2 separate regions of the Sus scrofa genome follow, and region 2 is linked to region 1. The links are chromatin contacts, called in public Hi-C maps. All regions are on one chromosome and are shown on one strand. Each heading gives the region's core, a stretch centred on a gene start, on an enhancer-like site or on the middle of the called end of the contact. The rest is flanking DNA. Distances are from core to core; before and after follow the strand shown. Region 1 holds the start of AACS (acetoacetyl-CoA synthetase). Region 2 holds the start of BRI3BP (BRI3-binding protein).

Region 1 (7,441 bases), core at 3,413-5,912:
ACCCAGCTCCGCCACTCCCAGGAGCCAGGCCCACAGAAACCAAGAGATTCTAAATGTTTATCATTGTTTTTTGTCACTAAGCCTTGGGGTGATTTGCAATGCATCAGTAGGTAACTAATGCCCTGTCACACCACATGATGTCAGCTAGAGCAGGTAACAGCTGCCCTACCTGGCCCTTCACCCACATGCGACAGGCAACATAATATGGCGATTAAGGGCACTGACTCAAAAAAAAAAAAAAAAAAAGAGTTCCCTTGTGACAAAACAGGCTCTGGTCACTGCAGAGCTGTGGTGCAGATTCGATCCTTGGCCAGGCAACTTCCACATGCTACAAGCATAGCCAAAAAAAGTAATAAGAGCGCTGACTCTAGCTCCACCACTCACAGCTGCATGATCTCAACCAAGACTTTGAGTTTCCTTTTTCTCAGCTCAGAAATGAGATAAAAGCTGTACCTACTTGGCCAGGTTACTGAGGATTAAGTTAGTTAAAAGTACCTGAATGGGGCCTGGCACGCAGGAAGTGCTCACTAAATACCGTTATTAATAGCCTTGTCACCTGCCCGGTCCCTGCAGTTGTCAAGTTTGTAAAGCCCTGCTTACCATGTCACCTGCTTCTTCCTCTCCACCTGTGAGAATTCTGACCAGCCTTCACCTTCAAGTCTCAGCTCAAGAGTCTGCCAGCCCTTCTCAGCAGCATCCTGAGAGGCCCAGGATGCAGTGCCGTGCTCAGAAGGCAGGTGGCACGCACCCCTACATCTGGCATCGGTGCTGCCACCTTTGCACGAGCTTTGTCCCCAGAGCAAGCTTTCTGTTTGCTGGCCAGCTCTGTCCTGGATGCTGGCGTGCAGAGGCAAGTTGGGGCTTGTGATTTAAAGACACTTGGCTAGAGTTTCTGCTGTGGCGCAATGGGATCAGCGGCATCTCTGCAGTGCCAGGATGCAGGTTCAATCTGCAGCGTAGGTCCCAACTTCGGCTCAGATCTGATGCAAGGTCCTGGAACTCCATATGCCAAGGGGCAGCCAAAAATAAACAAATAAAGACGCCTGGCCCAGTCCTCCAAAAGAGCACGTACAATAAAGCTGGTGGCGCTCCTCTCATGACAGTGGTCTGTGTGTCCCCCAGGGCCTTGTGAACGGGGCCTTGCGTCACATGCGCAGATGTTAGGCTGGGTTGCAGGCTGCCCCCAATGTCTTTCCCTAGAAGACCTGAGGACTAGGTGGGCATGCGGGGAGTCCCCAGGTGAGCTCTGCTTAGAAGCCGTTGACAATGGCACTTGTCCCGGAGGAGAGACTTTATAGCTCTGCCCCTGCTAAACTGCAAGGAGAGGAGGCGGCCAGGCTGAGGGATTCATCCGGTCCATTCACCCTCAAGGCCTGAGAGATCATGTGCTTTTCTCCCTGTATACCCCAGCAACAGCACCACTCACTATGCCAGCTACACACAAGCCACCGCTGGCGGTGCAGACACAAGTTCAAGGGTGCTGTCGTTTTTTTTTTCCTTTGGTGGTGCCCGCAGCATGCAGAAGTTCTTGGGCCAAACCCTTGCCACAACAGTGACCCCAGCCACTGGAGTGACCATGTCAGACCTTTAACCTGCTAGGCCGCCAGGGAACTCCAAGAGGTGCTGTCTTCAAGCAATGAGTGCTCACAAGTAAATGAAAAGGCAAAGCAGGCTGAAAGTCTAAATTACATGCACTTGGAGAGCAGAGGAAAAAATGGTCAGAGAGGATAACCAAAGGGTAGGTGGCACTTGAGTTTGTTCTTAAAGCAAAACCCCAAACCTCCAGAGCCAGGTCCACGGAAAAGAGAGAAGCAGGTTGAGTCAACCATCAGGAGTGGAAGAGAAGGAAAAGAAAAAACCTAGCTCCAGGAGCTCCCGTCACAGCACAGCAGAAACAAATGAGGTTTCGGATTCAATCCCTGGCCTCACTCAGTGGGTCATGGATCCGGCACTGTCGTGAGCTGTAATGTAGGCTGCAGATGTGGCTTGGATCCCGAGTTGCTGTGGCTGTGGTGGAGGCTTGCAGCTATAGCTCCGATTCAACCTCTAGCCTGGGAGCCTCCATATGCTGTGGGTGCAGCCCTGAAAAGCCAAAAAAAAAAAAAAAAAAAGAAAAGAAAAGAAAAAAGAAAAAACCTAGCTCCAAACCACCCCTAGACCAAGAGAGGATTCCCACTCAACTCAGCTGATGCTGTCACGTGAGGACACAGACCCAGCATCCCTGGGCTTTGAGTTTTCAAAAGAAACTTGAGATCTTGTTTTTCCTATGCAATCTTTCAATGTGTGAGCCACCCAAACTAAGTCAGCAGGTCCAATCTGGCCCACGGGCCACCAATCCCAGCCTTAAAGGACAGACAGGAGATAGACAGGCAGGCTGTGAGCTACGGTGCTGCCAGTATTTACTCCACAACCCCCACAGGTCAGGTGCAGGCCAGCACTGGGCCTGGTCATCTCCTGTCACCCTCACATCCACCCAATGACACGGGCCTCTCATTCTGCCCATTTAACAGATAAGAAACTGAGGCTCAGGGAGGTCCAGTGACTTCCTTCGGATTGCATGGCTAGTCAGATTACAAATAGGTCTCACCAACCTCACAGGACCACCCTTCTGTGAAATCAGTTTGTAAAACATCAGGGCTAGGCAATCCCCAGGAGAACAGCTGGCAGAGAAGAGAGAGATGGGGAGTTTCTGTTGTGGCTCAGTGGGTTAAGGACCTAACACTGTCTCTGTGAGGATGCAAGTTCAATCGCTAGCCTTGCTCGGGGGGTTAAGGATCTAGCATTGGCATGAGCTGTGGTGTAGGCTGCAGATGAGGCTTCAGTCTGGTGTTGCTACGGCTGTAGTGTAGGCCGGCAGCTGCAGCTCTGATTCGACCTGGGAACTATTTCATATGCCCGGGAACTTCCATATGCCACAAGTGCAGGCGTGAGAAAAAAGAAGAAAAAAACCCAGTGTGCTGAGCCGAGGATTGAAAAAAGAGAGAGACAGAATCAAGGCAAAGTAACACGGAATGAGGATGTAGTTCCACTCCTGGCTCTTCTTAGGAGTCAAGTCTGTCTCCCAGGTCAACAAACATTAACTTAGCAACTATGACCTGAAAGGCCCTGACAGTAATAAGCCAAGCGCTCTTCTAGGAGCAGGCAGGAGGGAGAGGGAAGCCAAGGGAAGGGGCTCCGTGGAAGCTATGACACCCATCGCACTGGCGTGCTTGGAAGCTGCCAGGTGGCAGGGTTTGCAAATACACAGCCAACAAGGAGACATTGTGAGCCTGGAGGGGGTAGGGCAGGGGACCCGGTGTTGATAAAGTCAGACCTGTGCTTCAAGGCTGCCCAAGCAAAACACACAGTGGTGTTGAGGGGGAGGGAAGAAAAGCAGGAAGCAGGAAAACGAACCTGTGTTCAGAGAAGAGGAAATGAAAGCCCCAGAGGAGGTGCTGGCATTGGGGGGGAAAGGGAGTGATGGAAGAAGCCAGAATCACTGGAGTCCCTGGTGCCAGCGGAGGGGGCGAGAAGGGGAGGAAAGGGTCCTAATAGGTGAAGACCCCAGAGGCCGGGGGTACCCAGGAGGTAGGTGGACAAGCCAGGTAGAGCTGGGAGAAAACTTCTCACCCAGGTCCACACCCAGCCCGGTGGCTCCTGACACCAGGGTGGGAGTTGGAAGGGAGGCCCTGGCCCAGGTTCCATTCAGGGTAGGTATATAAACATGTGAGGGGATTTCCACCTGGATCCCAAAGACAGAACCCTAGCTGACCATCCTTCTCCTAGGGGCCTGGAATCCAGGCTGGCCTTCTAGTGGGGTCAGCCTGGTGGGGTACGAGAGGGCAGCCCAAGGTACCAATGGCTGGCAGGTGACCCCCTCCCTCCACCAAGAGACCAGAAAATCTAAAGTCAGAAAGACCCTGTGTCAGGGAGAAGCCCCCCCAGGCTGGATGGCAAGACCCCAGGGAGCTCCCCACTTTACAGATGAACACTTAGCAAGGGACTTCTCGGTCTACAACGGTCCCAAGGCCCGAGGGGCGATCCTGCCAGGGAGATGGATGCTGCAATGAAGAGAAAAGGAAGTGAGAGCCCGCACAGACAAGGGGGCAAAGCCCCACAGTCAGAAGATGCGCTACACCCTGAAGAGGGGCCCCCATCTCCAATGGCTCCTCCAGGCCTCAGAGTAGGGAAACTGGAAATCAGGAGTCCAACTCCAACTACGAGGTGGGGTCCTGACATCAACGCTCAGGCATAGGAGGCGCCCCGGACCCCAGGAGGAAGGTCCTTCTGCCAAGGTGGTTCCTTGGACCCCTTGGGTGGAAGCCGATTTCTGGAAGCTCCCGGCCCCCAGAACACGCGCCCTGCACTCACCCAGGGCCAGGCCGCAGACGGCGCCCGCGGCCTCCCGAAAGCTGTCCATCTGCGTGTTCTTCTTGCTGTCAGGCTCCCACATCACCTGGCACTCCAGGATCTCCTCCTGCCCGGCCCGCGTGTCCTTGGACATGGCTGCGGCAGGGACGCCGCGGCTGCGCTGGGACGGGAGACCGGACCGGGGACGGCGGCTGACGCTGGGGTGCGAGACTACTGGCTGAGCTGCTCTGCTGACTGAAAGCAACTGCAGCGGGCGCGACCACCCGGTAGGACACCCGGGGAGCCCCGCCCCCTCCAGGCCCCCCCTCTGTAGGCCCCACCCCTCTCGAGGTGTAACCCTCCGCGGGAGTCGCGCCTCGCAAAGGAGTGCTGCCGCCGCAGGACTGAAATCTTCATACACCGGCCAGGTGTCTGCGCCCGCTCCGTGGGCACAGGCTCCCCAACATCGCCTGGAGCGTGGAGGGGTTAAAGCAGCGCTAAGTCTCTGATTGGAAACCACCATCCATCACCTTGATTCTGGACTGGCCTGGTAGAGCCTGTTATTCAGTAGCTGCTGGAAATAGAAGTCTATCAGCTTCTTACCCCAGAAGTTCTTCTCGCCCTTCCCTTGAGTCCCACTTCCTGACTCCTTTGTTAGAACTTGGGCAAAATCAGTTTTCCGCTACAACCTGTCTAAGCTCCAAGACTGCTTATTTAAGCCAGCGGCAGGTCTTTGTTCTACTTTCCAAAATATCTCCATGCATATGCAGACACTTAAAGAAGTCTATCTATGTAAACTTATATATGGGTATCTATAGATACGAATCCTGTATAGGTCAGATATATAGGATACATATATATTCACATACAGCATATACATATAAATGGGGATAAGTAAATGATGGAAGAGTCAGCCAATGGACTGTGCCAAGTTTGCTGAGTTAACCAGGCCAAAGAGCTGGTGGAGGATTTTTCTGGCTTTGCTGGTGTGGTTGCCTCGGTCCTCCCTGCCCACCCATGGGGCTGTGGAAATCGGGTGGATGGTACGTACCTAGGAGGAGATGGTACGTACCCCAAGTGATGTGTCAAAGTTCAACCTCTCCACTTCCTCTCCAGCCCCAAGGGGAGAGCAGAGGAGAAAATATGGCAACAAGTCAAGATCTTCAACAGGAATAGAGATAAATAAATGGTGGGGAGTCATCGGATGGAATCCATGGGCAACATGGATGGAACCCGTTCCTCCGCGGTGACCCAAGCCATTGCAGTTGGATTCTTTTTTACAGCCACAGCTGCTGCATATATAGGAGTTCCCAGGCTAGGAATGGAATCGGTGCTGCACCTGCCAGCCTACACCAAAGTCACAGCAACATCCCATCTTAGCCATTTCTGTGACCCATGCAGCAGCTCACAGCAACGCTGGATCCTTTAACCCATTGAGCAAGGCCGGGGATTGAACCTGCATCCTAATGGGTTCTTTCTCTTTTTTTTGCCTTTTCTAGGGCTGCTCCTGCGGCATATGGAGGTTCCCAGGCTAGGGGTCAAATCGGAGCTGTAGCCCCTGGCCTACACCAAAGCCACAGCAACAATGGATCCGAGCCGTGTCTGCAACCTACACCACAGCTCATGGCAACGCTGGATCGTTAACCCACTGAGCAAGGGCAGGGACCGAACCCCGCAACCTCATGGTTCCTAGTCGGATTCGTTAACCACTGAGCCACTCTCCCCAATCCTAGAGATTTAGACCAGCCATACAAGCCATCTAAAGCATGCTACGGTTTAATCTCTAAATTGTTTTGAGCAGGGAACGGAATGTGACCAGATGAGGTGACTCTCCACCCTCTGGTTTGATTTGGCTTCTTATGTATTTGCAAAGTTCATTTTTCAGACGCCAGGCTTCCAAAGAAAAGGATCATGAAAAATACAGTCTCTAGTGTATTCAGCAGGCACAAAAAGTGAAGGAGGGGTTAGATGGTGCAATAGGATACAGAGAAATCTTATTCTCTCCGACCTCCAGAAGGCTGCACTTGCTTGGAAATCTTCCCCCACCACTCCACTCTATTGTAGGTGGTTATAATTCAAAGAAGTGCCCAGATTCGGTAATCCTATAGCCCGGGGCAAAATATCAATGCAAATATTTAGGGAGAGGTTACTTGAGAGTTTTAGAGTTGTCAATATTGTCAATATTTTAAGACTATATTGAGCATTTCTTTTGGATATTCCAGGCAATTTACACCTTTCTTTTATTTTTCTTGGCGTTCTTTTATTTATTGTGTGTATTTGTACTGATTCTTTTGGGTTTGGGAGTCTTTTTTTAATTTTTTGGATGCCACGAGAGTGTTCGAATATGCTGGAGAAGTTCTCAGAAGAAGGGATAGCCCCCTAGGGACAAAGCTGCTCGGTTCTGTGGCTCTGCTCCTTTCTCCTCCAATTGGCACGACAAACGTCCCCGCGGCCCATCCGGACAACCTCTCAGGACACCAGCCCGCCCCGCCCATCCAGGAGCCCGCGCCCTCGCTGCCGGCGGAGGGATCCAGTCCACACTGACGAACCACACTCAGCTCGCACACTGATTGGCTGCCAGGGAGCTGGCCTCACATCGGCCCAGGCCTTTCATGGTGAAAGGCGGGCCTGAGATCCAACCAATTGAGAGGCGTCCCGGTGCCTCGAGGCCACGCCTCTCAGCCAATCGCAAAGGAAATCCGGAAAAAGGAGTGCGGGGCGGGATCACCCTTCGACTGTTAAGGGCGGGTGTAGTCACCTTGACAACCTGTCCCCTGCGGGTCTGTCCTGCTGTGACTCTTTGTCTCCCTCAATTCCGAAATATTCACCTTTGAGCTTACTGAGTTACAGGAGTTACAGCCTTGAGCTTGACTTCTGGGGAGCAAAAAGGAGGGATTTGCGTCTGAAGGGCTAGGACACGCTTATTCTTTCACGTTAATGTTCAGGTGTGTATTTTGGGCTCCTAGCATGTGTGAGATTCAATGCACTTGATGAATCAGACCGATAAGGAGATTTGATGCTCTCTTCGCCCCAATTGTCCCGAAAAGACTCATTACCCCTCTGGAAGACAAAATGCGCAGGGGAAGCTCTCAATTCCCCTCTTTAGAGCAGG
Region 2 (7,441 bases), core at 1,711-4,210, 33 kb after region 1:
AATTCAACCCTCTGGCCTAGGAACACCATATGCTGCAGGTATGGCCATAAAAAGGGAAAAAAAATTTATACAAAAAAAAAAAAAAAAGTCAGGAGTTCCTTTGTGGCTCAGTGGTTAATGAATCCGACTAGGAACCATGAGGTTGCAGGTTCGATCCTTGCCCTCGCTCAGTGGGTTAAGGATCCAGTGTTGCCGTGAGCTGTGGTGTAGGTCGCAGATGTGCCTCGGATCCCATGTTGCTATGGCTCTGGTGTAGGCCAGCAGATACAGCTACGATTAGACCCCTGGCCTGGGAACCTCCATATGCTGTGGGAGTGGCCCAAGAAAATACAAAAAAAAAAAGGACAAAAAAAGGTCAACTGATCTGAACCAACAAGACCTATTGCACAGCACAGGAAAACTACCCAATATTCTGTAATTACCTATATGAGAAAAATATCTTAAAGAGCATGAATATATGTATGTGTATAACTGAATCACTCTGCTGTACACCTAAAGCTAACACAACTTTGAGGAGCAACTATACTCCAATAAAAATAAATAAACAAATAAGAGTTCCCTGGTGGTTTAGTGGTTGAGGATCTAGTGTTGTTACTGCTGTGGTGCAATCATTGTTCAACCCCTAGCCTGGGAATTTTTGTATGCCATGTGTGCAGCCAAAACAATAATAATAATACCAAAAAAACCCCCAAAGTCAACAGATCTGCCACAACCACAGGGAGATACCTTGTCAGCCCCACTAGAATGGCTACAATCAAAAAGACAGACAAGAAGATGTGATATATAAATATATATACATAGATATATACCTACACACACACACACACACACACACACACACACGGAATACTATTCAGCCACAAAAAGAATGATACAATGACCTTTGCAGAAACATGGATGGACCTGGAGGGTATTACATTTAGTGAAATAAGCCAAAGACAATACTGTATAATATCACTTATATGCAGAATCTAAAAAATAACAAACTAGTGAATATACCAAAAAGGAAGCAAACTCACAGATACAGGGAACAAACTAGTGGTTAACACTGGGGAGAGGGAAGGGAGGAGGGCCAAAATATCGGTTAGGGTTTAAGAGGTAAAAACGACTAAATACAAAATTTTAAAGTTATAAGGACATACTCCACAGGGAATATGGCCAATATTTTATAGTAACTATACATGGAGTATAATCTATAAAGATATTGAGGAGTTCCCATTGTGGCTCAGCAGTAACGAATCCGACTAGTATCCATGAGGATGTGGGTTCCATCCCTGGCCTTAGTGGGTTAAGTATAAGGCATTGCTGTAAGCTGTGAAGTAGGTCGCTGACAAGCTTGTATCCCATGTTGCTGTGGCTGTGACTGGCAGCTGCAGCTCCAATTTGACCCTTAGTTTGGGAACTTCCACATGCCTGGGGTGCAGCCCTAAAAAGAAAGACAGACAGAACAACAGACAGACAAAAGGACAGACAGAAAGAAAGAAAAGAAACTGAGATTCTAAAAAGTAAAATCAGTTGCCCAAAGCCATTTAGTAAGACCTGAGGAACGAAGACGTTTTCGGTCCTGGGATCTAACCCTCGCCACTGCAGTGACCACGTGGATCCTTAACCACCAGGCCACCAGGGAACTCTGAGACCTGGAATTTAAATTCAAACTTCTTTCCACTCCAAAACCCCAAACTGGCACAGAGCAAAGGAATTAAGAGGTGGAACAGCAAGGACTGTACTTAAGGCCCGCATGACCACAGACAACTGTCCCCTTATTTATTCACTTCCCCCTTCTCAGTGGACTTTTACCCCAATGGCGCCTCTCACCCAGCTACAGAGGGCACAGCGAGGAGAAAGAACTTCCTGCTCTTCTCCGGAGCGCTCAACACCATTCCCAGGGTTCTGAGGCTCTTAAACAGCTCCCAAGGAAACAAAACGCTCCAAGTAAAAGACCCTGCACACAGTAGGGGCTCAGGGCTACCAAGCCAGGTAGCCAAAGTAACAGAATTGACTGCATTACGCCTTTCCTTTAAAAAAAAAAAAAAGAGAGAGAGACTTAAATATCTTCAAAGCAAAAGGAGGAAGGCCAAAGGTGCTCAGGGGAAGTGGGTCGGCTGCTAGGCTAGAGGAAATTTGGGGTTGCTGCGGAGAGCGCAGCAGCGTGGGGAGAGCGAGCGGGCGCGAGCCGGCAGGGCGCCCCCTGGGCAGCCGCCACGGTGCCTGGCTCACAGTAGGCGCTCATTCAGACGCGTTGAATGAATGAATGAGAGGCGCTGCCGGCGTCAGCGCATCTGCGGGGATGCCCTGGCCGCGCTGCCCCCGGGGACAAGGTCCAAGGAGAAGTGCAGCGAGAAAGAGACGCCCTGCGCCCCGGCCCCGCGCCGGAACGAGCCGCTAGACCCGGCGCTGGCCCGGCAGGGGCGCGGGCCCCAGGCGGCAGGCCCCCGGGGCGCAGGCCCGGCACCCCCGCCCCCGGCCCGGGCCCCCCTCTTCCCGCGCCCCGGCCGGCCGGCAGCCCTGGAGGCTGCGCACGGCCCAAGTGGGCCCCGACGCCAGGTGCGCGGCGGCCGGGCAAGGTGACCGCAGGCGCGGGCCCGGCGCCCACCTTCTGAGCGGCGCGCACGTTGTCCTCGCCGAACAGGCTGCTGACGCTCTGCGAGAAGGTGTTGACTGTGCGGCGGTAGCTGTTCTTCTCGGTGCCGCCGCGGCCCCGCGCTCCCTGCGCCCCCGGGGCCAGCAGCCCGAGCAGCAGCAGCAGCAGCAGGAACCCAGTCCCGGCTCGGGGCCTGCCCGAGACGCGCGCGCCCATCCTGAGGCCAGTGGGATATCGAGTTGGGGAGACGGGTGAGGGCCACACGGAGGTACGCCGCGACTCCGGCGGGGACCGCGTTGGCGCGCTCCGGAGCCGCGCGCCGCACCTCTGCTGCCGCCACCGCCGCGCCACCTGCCCCGCCCCGCGCGCAAAGGCGCGACGGCCCTGCCCACGCCTCGCCCCGCCCCCGGACGCGGTACCGCGGGGGACCTAGCCTGAGCGCGCGGGGCGGCTTAGAGGTTACTGAGCTCCCCACCCCCACCCCCGGAAGCCCTCCCTGACCTGATGGGACTTTAACCTTTCCTTTTTTCTTTCATACTTTCTTTTTTTTTTTTCTAATAATTTTTATTTTTAACTTTTCTACATATGAAAAGAAACCCAAGCTTGTAAAAGTTGAAACAGCCCCAACAAGGACAATGATTGAAATTGATTGGAAAGCAACAACTACGTATTTTTTATATATCGGGGAATTTAAATGGTACCCAACAAATAGATAACGTTGCCAATGGCATGGGTACCAGCTTATTCATTCATTCTGAAATGTTTAAATAAGTATCAGGCGTCCCTCCCGCCCTTCTTGAACGAACTCTATTTTCGGAGTCACGAAATAGTGGAGGATGGAAAAGTTCTTTTTAGGAAAGTCCAGCTAGTAGATGAGGAGGCAGTGAGAGAGACTAGAAATTAGAAAATCATTTTGTACCGCTTAATGAAATAATGGATCCAGGCGATGATCATCAAGAGACTTGAACCAAAGGGTGGCAGGTTGGTGGAGAACTTGAAAATGGAGCAGCCAAGTAGTCAGGACTTGGACCTGCTAGTGTTCCAGGCAGAAGTACCAAGCTCCATCTATGATTGATTCTTGCCAAAATACTCTGGGCCCGAACTTGAAGTGGCCTCAACATCTAACCATCAGTTTACAGGAAATATGGGGGGATGGAGGAAAAAATTAGAAGCAGCAGAAGCCATCAGCCATAGCCAGAATGTGGAGCATTCTACAGGACAAATGACCCAGTTTCTTCAATAAGTAAATGACATAAAAAATGAAAGCAAGGGAGGTTTATTGGTTTTAAAAGACTTAAGAGCCTTAATAACCAAATAGAATGCAAGGGCCTTGTTTGCACACTAAATCAAGCACACTGTGTCTCACCATTTTTTGAGACAACCAGGAAAATAAAACTTAACTTTTGCCAAAGAGTGAAAATTTTTATCTTATTTTTGAACTCACATTTTTCTGCATTCCTGGTGAGGTTTTCATATATTGATTGACTCCATATTTTATCCTCTTTTTTTTTTGAACTATAGCAAGCTTGCGGAGAGGAAAAGGCACGAATCATAAGGTACCTCTCTATGAATTTAAACAACACACAGGTAGAGAAAAAGAACATTACCATCTTTGCAGAAAGTTTCCTTTTGTTCTGCCTTGTTCACTATGCTCCCTCCAAAATTTAGGGGATTCATTTTGCCTCTTTTGGAACTTTATATGTATTAAGGTATGATTTTTGTGATTGGTTTCTTATTCAACAGTTTATTTATTAGACCCCTGGTGTTGTGTATGTACCTTTTTCTTTTTTCTTTATCAAATGTTCTTTATATCTTCTGGAGATAACCCTTTGGTATATAATATATATATATTTTTTTGTTTTGTTTTTCTTTTTAAGGCTGCACCTGTGGCATATGGAAATACCCAGGCTAGGGGTTGAATAGGAACTGCAGCTGCTGGCCTACACCACAGCCACAGCCACAGCCACACCAGATCCAAGTCTCATCAGTGACCTACAGTGCAGGTTTGGGCAAACACTGGATCCTTAAGCCATTGAGGGAGGCAGGGATAGACCCTACATCCTCATAGATACTAGTCGTGTTCTTGACCCACTAAGCCACAGTGGGTACTCCCTGGCATATAATCTTTTAGAAGAAAATATGAGAATGTACCACTACCTACCCAATTATTTTAATATGAACACACTTTTTATTTACTTAAACATATTTATTCCTCCTAAGCAATAAAATCCTTGAAAACAGGTTTGGTAAGTTCATTACAACTTCTGCCTCTCCCAATCCTTTTTAATTGAAAGTATGTTCATATACTATCTACATCCTGTCATGTACCACCTGTGTGTTTGCTTGTTTTTGCTTTTTTTAGGGCTGCACCCATGGCATATGGAGTTTCCCAGGCTAGGGGGCGAATCTGAGCTACAGATGCTGAACTATGTCACAGCTCATGGCAACACCAGATCCTTAACCCACTGAGTGAGGCCAGGGATGGAACCTGCAACCTCATGTTTCCTAGTCAGATTAGTTTTCACTGAGCCACGATGGGAACTCCGGGGTTTGTTTTTGTTTTTCAAGGAAAGACAGGTGCTTATCCAAATTAATCACACTCTTCATTCATTTGTTCGTTCTTATATTCAACATTTATTATTTGTCACACCCCAGAAAGTTCCCAGGCCAGGAACTGCTGCAGTGACAACTCAGCAACTATTCATTGCTTACCTATTCTACAGCCAGATTTTTTTTCTTTTTTTCTTTTTAAGGCTGTACCTGTGGCATATGAAAGGTCTCAGACTAGGGGTCCAATTGGAGCTGCAGCTGCGGGCCTATGCCACAGCAATGCTGGATCCAAGCCACATATGCGACCTACACCAGAGTTTGTGGCAATGCGGGATCCTTAACCCATTGAGAAAGGCGGGGGATCAAACCTGCATCCTCACAGACACTAGGTTGGATTCTTAACCCACTGAGCCAAAATGGGAACTCCTGCAGCCAGATCTTGCTCTGGATTATTCAAGTGTTTTTCCTGAGGCAGTAACTTTAAATAACTTTTTTTTTTTTTTTTTTTTTTTTGTCTTTTTGCCATTTCTTGGGCTGCTCCTGCGGCATATGGCGGTTCCCAGGCTAGGGGTCTAATCGGAGCTGTAGCCCCGGCCTACACCAGAGCCACAGTAACGCGGGATCGTCAACCCACTGAGCAAGGCCAGGGATCGAACCCACAACCTCATGGTTCCTAGTCGGATTCGTTAACCACTGCGCCACGACAGGAACTCCCTAAATAACTTTTTAAAATAACTATCCTTGGAGTTTCCATCATAGCTCAGCAGTTAACGAATCTGACTAACATCCATGAGGATGCAGGTTCGATCCCTGGCCTTGCTCAGTGGGTTAAGGATCTGACATGGCTGTGAGCTGTAGTATAGGTTGCAGACATGGCTCAAATCTGGCGTGGCTGTGGCTGTGGTATAAGCCGGTAGCTATAGTTCGGATTTGACCCCTAGCCTGGGAACCTCCATATGCCATGGGTGCAGCCCTAAAAAGCAAAAATAAATAAATAAAATAAAAAATAACTTTATCCTTTCCAAAATTCTGAGATAACTCCTAGTGCCTTCATTTTTTTTGTGAGACGATTTAAATGTTTGCCCTTAACGGAAAAAAAGGAGACACAACATAACCATTCTTGTTCACAAGATAATTATAGGATTCTGAAAATACATTATTTCCAAGTGCACTACAGACAATGTGATGTGGTAATGAGAATTCAAAGTTATCTAATAGATACCTTCTTTTTTTAGTTATTCTGTCACTTAATATTTAGCGCCTTTTTACTATACAACTAATGTTTCCTTCAGAGTATCAGAAAATGCAGATAAGCAAAAAGAGAAGGAAGAAGATTGTATTAAGGGTTATTTTTTTTTATTTTTTGGTCTTTCTGTCTTTTTAGAGCCGCACCTGAGGCATATATGGAGGTTCCCAGGCTAGGGGTCCAATTGGACTTGTAGCAACCGGTCTACGCCACAGCAACGCCAGATCTGAGCTCTGTCTGCGACCTACACCACAGCTCCCGGCAACCCCGGATCCTCAGCCAACTGAGCAAGGCCAGGGATGGAACCCATGTCGTCATGGATGCCAGTCAGGTTTGCTAACTGCAGAGCCAGACGGGAACTCCAAGGGTTATATTTTTAAAGGTGATAAAACACTCCCATTCCCAAGTAGCTAAATTAATATTAGTACATGATTCAGATTTAGAGACTCACACTTCCCGGGGTCTAAGGGCCCCACAGAGGCCTCAGTTTAATCAGCCCAGGCTATTCTCCACTGAAGCCTCTGTGGCACCCTTAGGCCCTTGCCGCTCCTTTAACTTGGCCCCACCCTCCTCCGACCAGCCCCGCCTTTCAACGTGGCCCCGCCTCCAGCCCAACCCAGCAGGGACCCAGCTAGACCCAGATCTCGCGAGAGCGCAGCCCGGAAGTTTTCTGTTCTGAACCCTTGGAAGGGGCTCACGTGGGTTGGGCTTTGGAGTGAGCGGGTTTCGCAGCCGTCGGGAGCTGAGCAGGATCTGGCATCATGGGGAAGCTGCGCCGGAGGTATAACATCAAGGGGCGCCAGCAGGCGGCCCCTGGCCCTTCCAAAGGCCCTCCCGAGCCGCCCCCCGTGCGACTGGAACTGGAGGGTAAGTAGTCCCCAGATGGGGGCTGGGTTTCGGAGGCGGGACCAACCGGGGCCTCCCGGCCAGGGCTGGCCAGTGGCGGCCAAAGGGCTCCAGGACTATGCCCTGCCTCCGAGACTCGGACGCGGGGGGACCAGAGAGACGCACCCCACACCCCAACTCAGATGACCCAAGGGAAGAGAGGAATAACTGAATTTGGA

Evidence for each region. A called contact is a pair of places that touch in the nucleus more often than the background predicts.
Region 2: a Hi-C map of embryonic fibroblasts shows a contact between it and region 1, with 2.0 times the contacts expected there. The contact joins the promoter of BRI3BP here to the promoter of AACS in region 1. A contact is called at or near these places in 1 of 5 promoter capture datasets (liver) and 10 of 47 Hi-C or Micro-C datasets (brain, embryonic fibroblasts, epiblast stem cells and 4 more).

What each region holds. Positions count from the first base shown.
Region 1 is chr14:28,164,599-28,172,039 of Sscrofa11.1, forward strand. AACS (acetoacetyl-CoA synthetase) reads right to left here and starts at 4,663. Exons shown (of 18, transcript XM_021072487.1): 1 at 4,351-4,663. The coding sequence starts at 4,483.
Region 2 is chr14:28,199,146-28,206,586 of Sscrofa11.1, forward strand. BRI3BP (BRI3-binding protein) reads right to left here and starts at 2,961. Exons shown (of 3, transcript XM_001924273.7): 1 at 2,594-2,961. The coding sequence starts at 2,797. It overlaps DHX37 (probable ATP-dependent RNA helicase DHX37), which reads left to right and starts at 7,007. Exons shown (of 27, transcript XM_021072287.1): 1 at 7,007-7,244. The coding sequence starts at 7,139.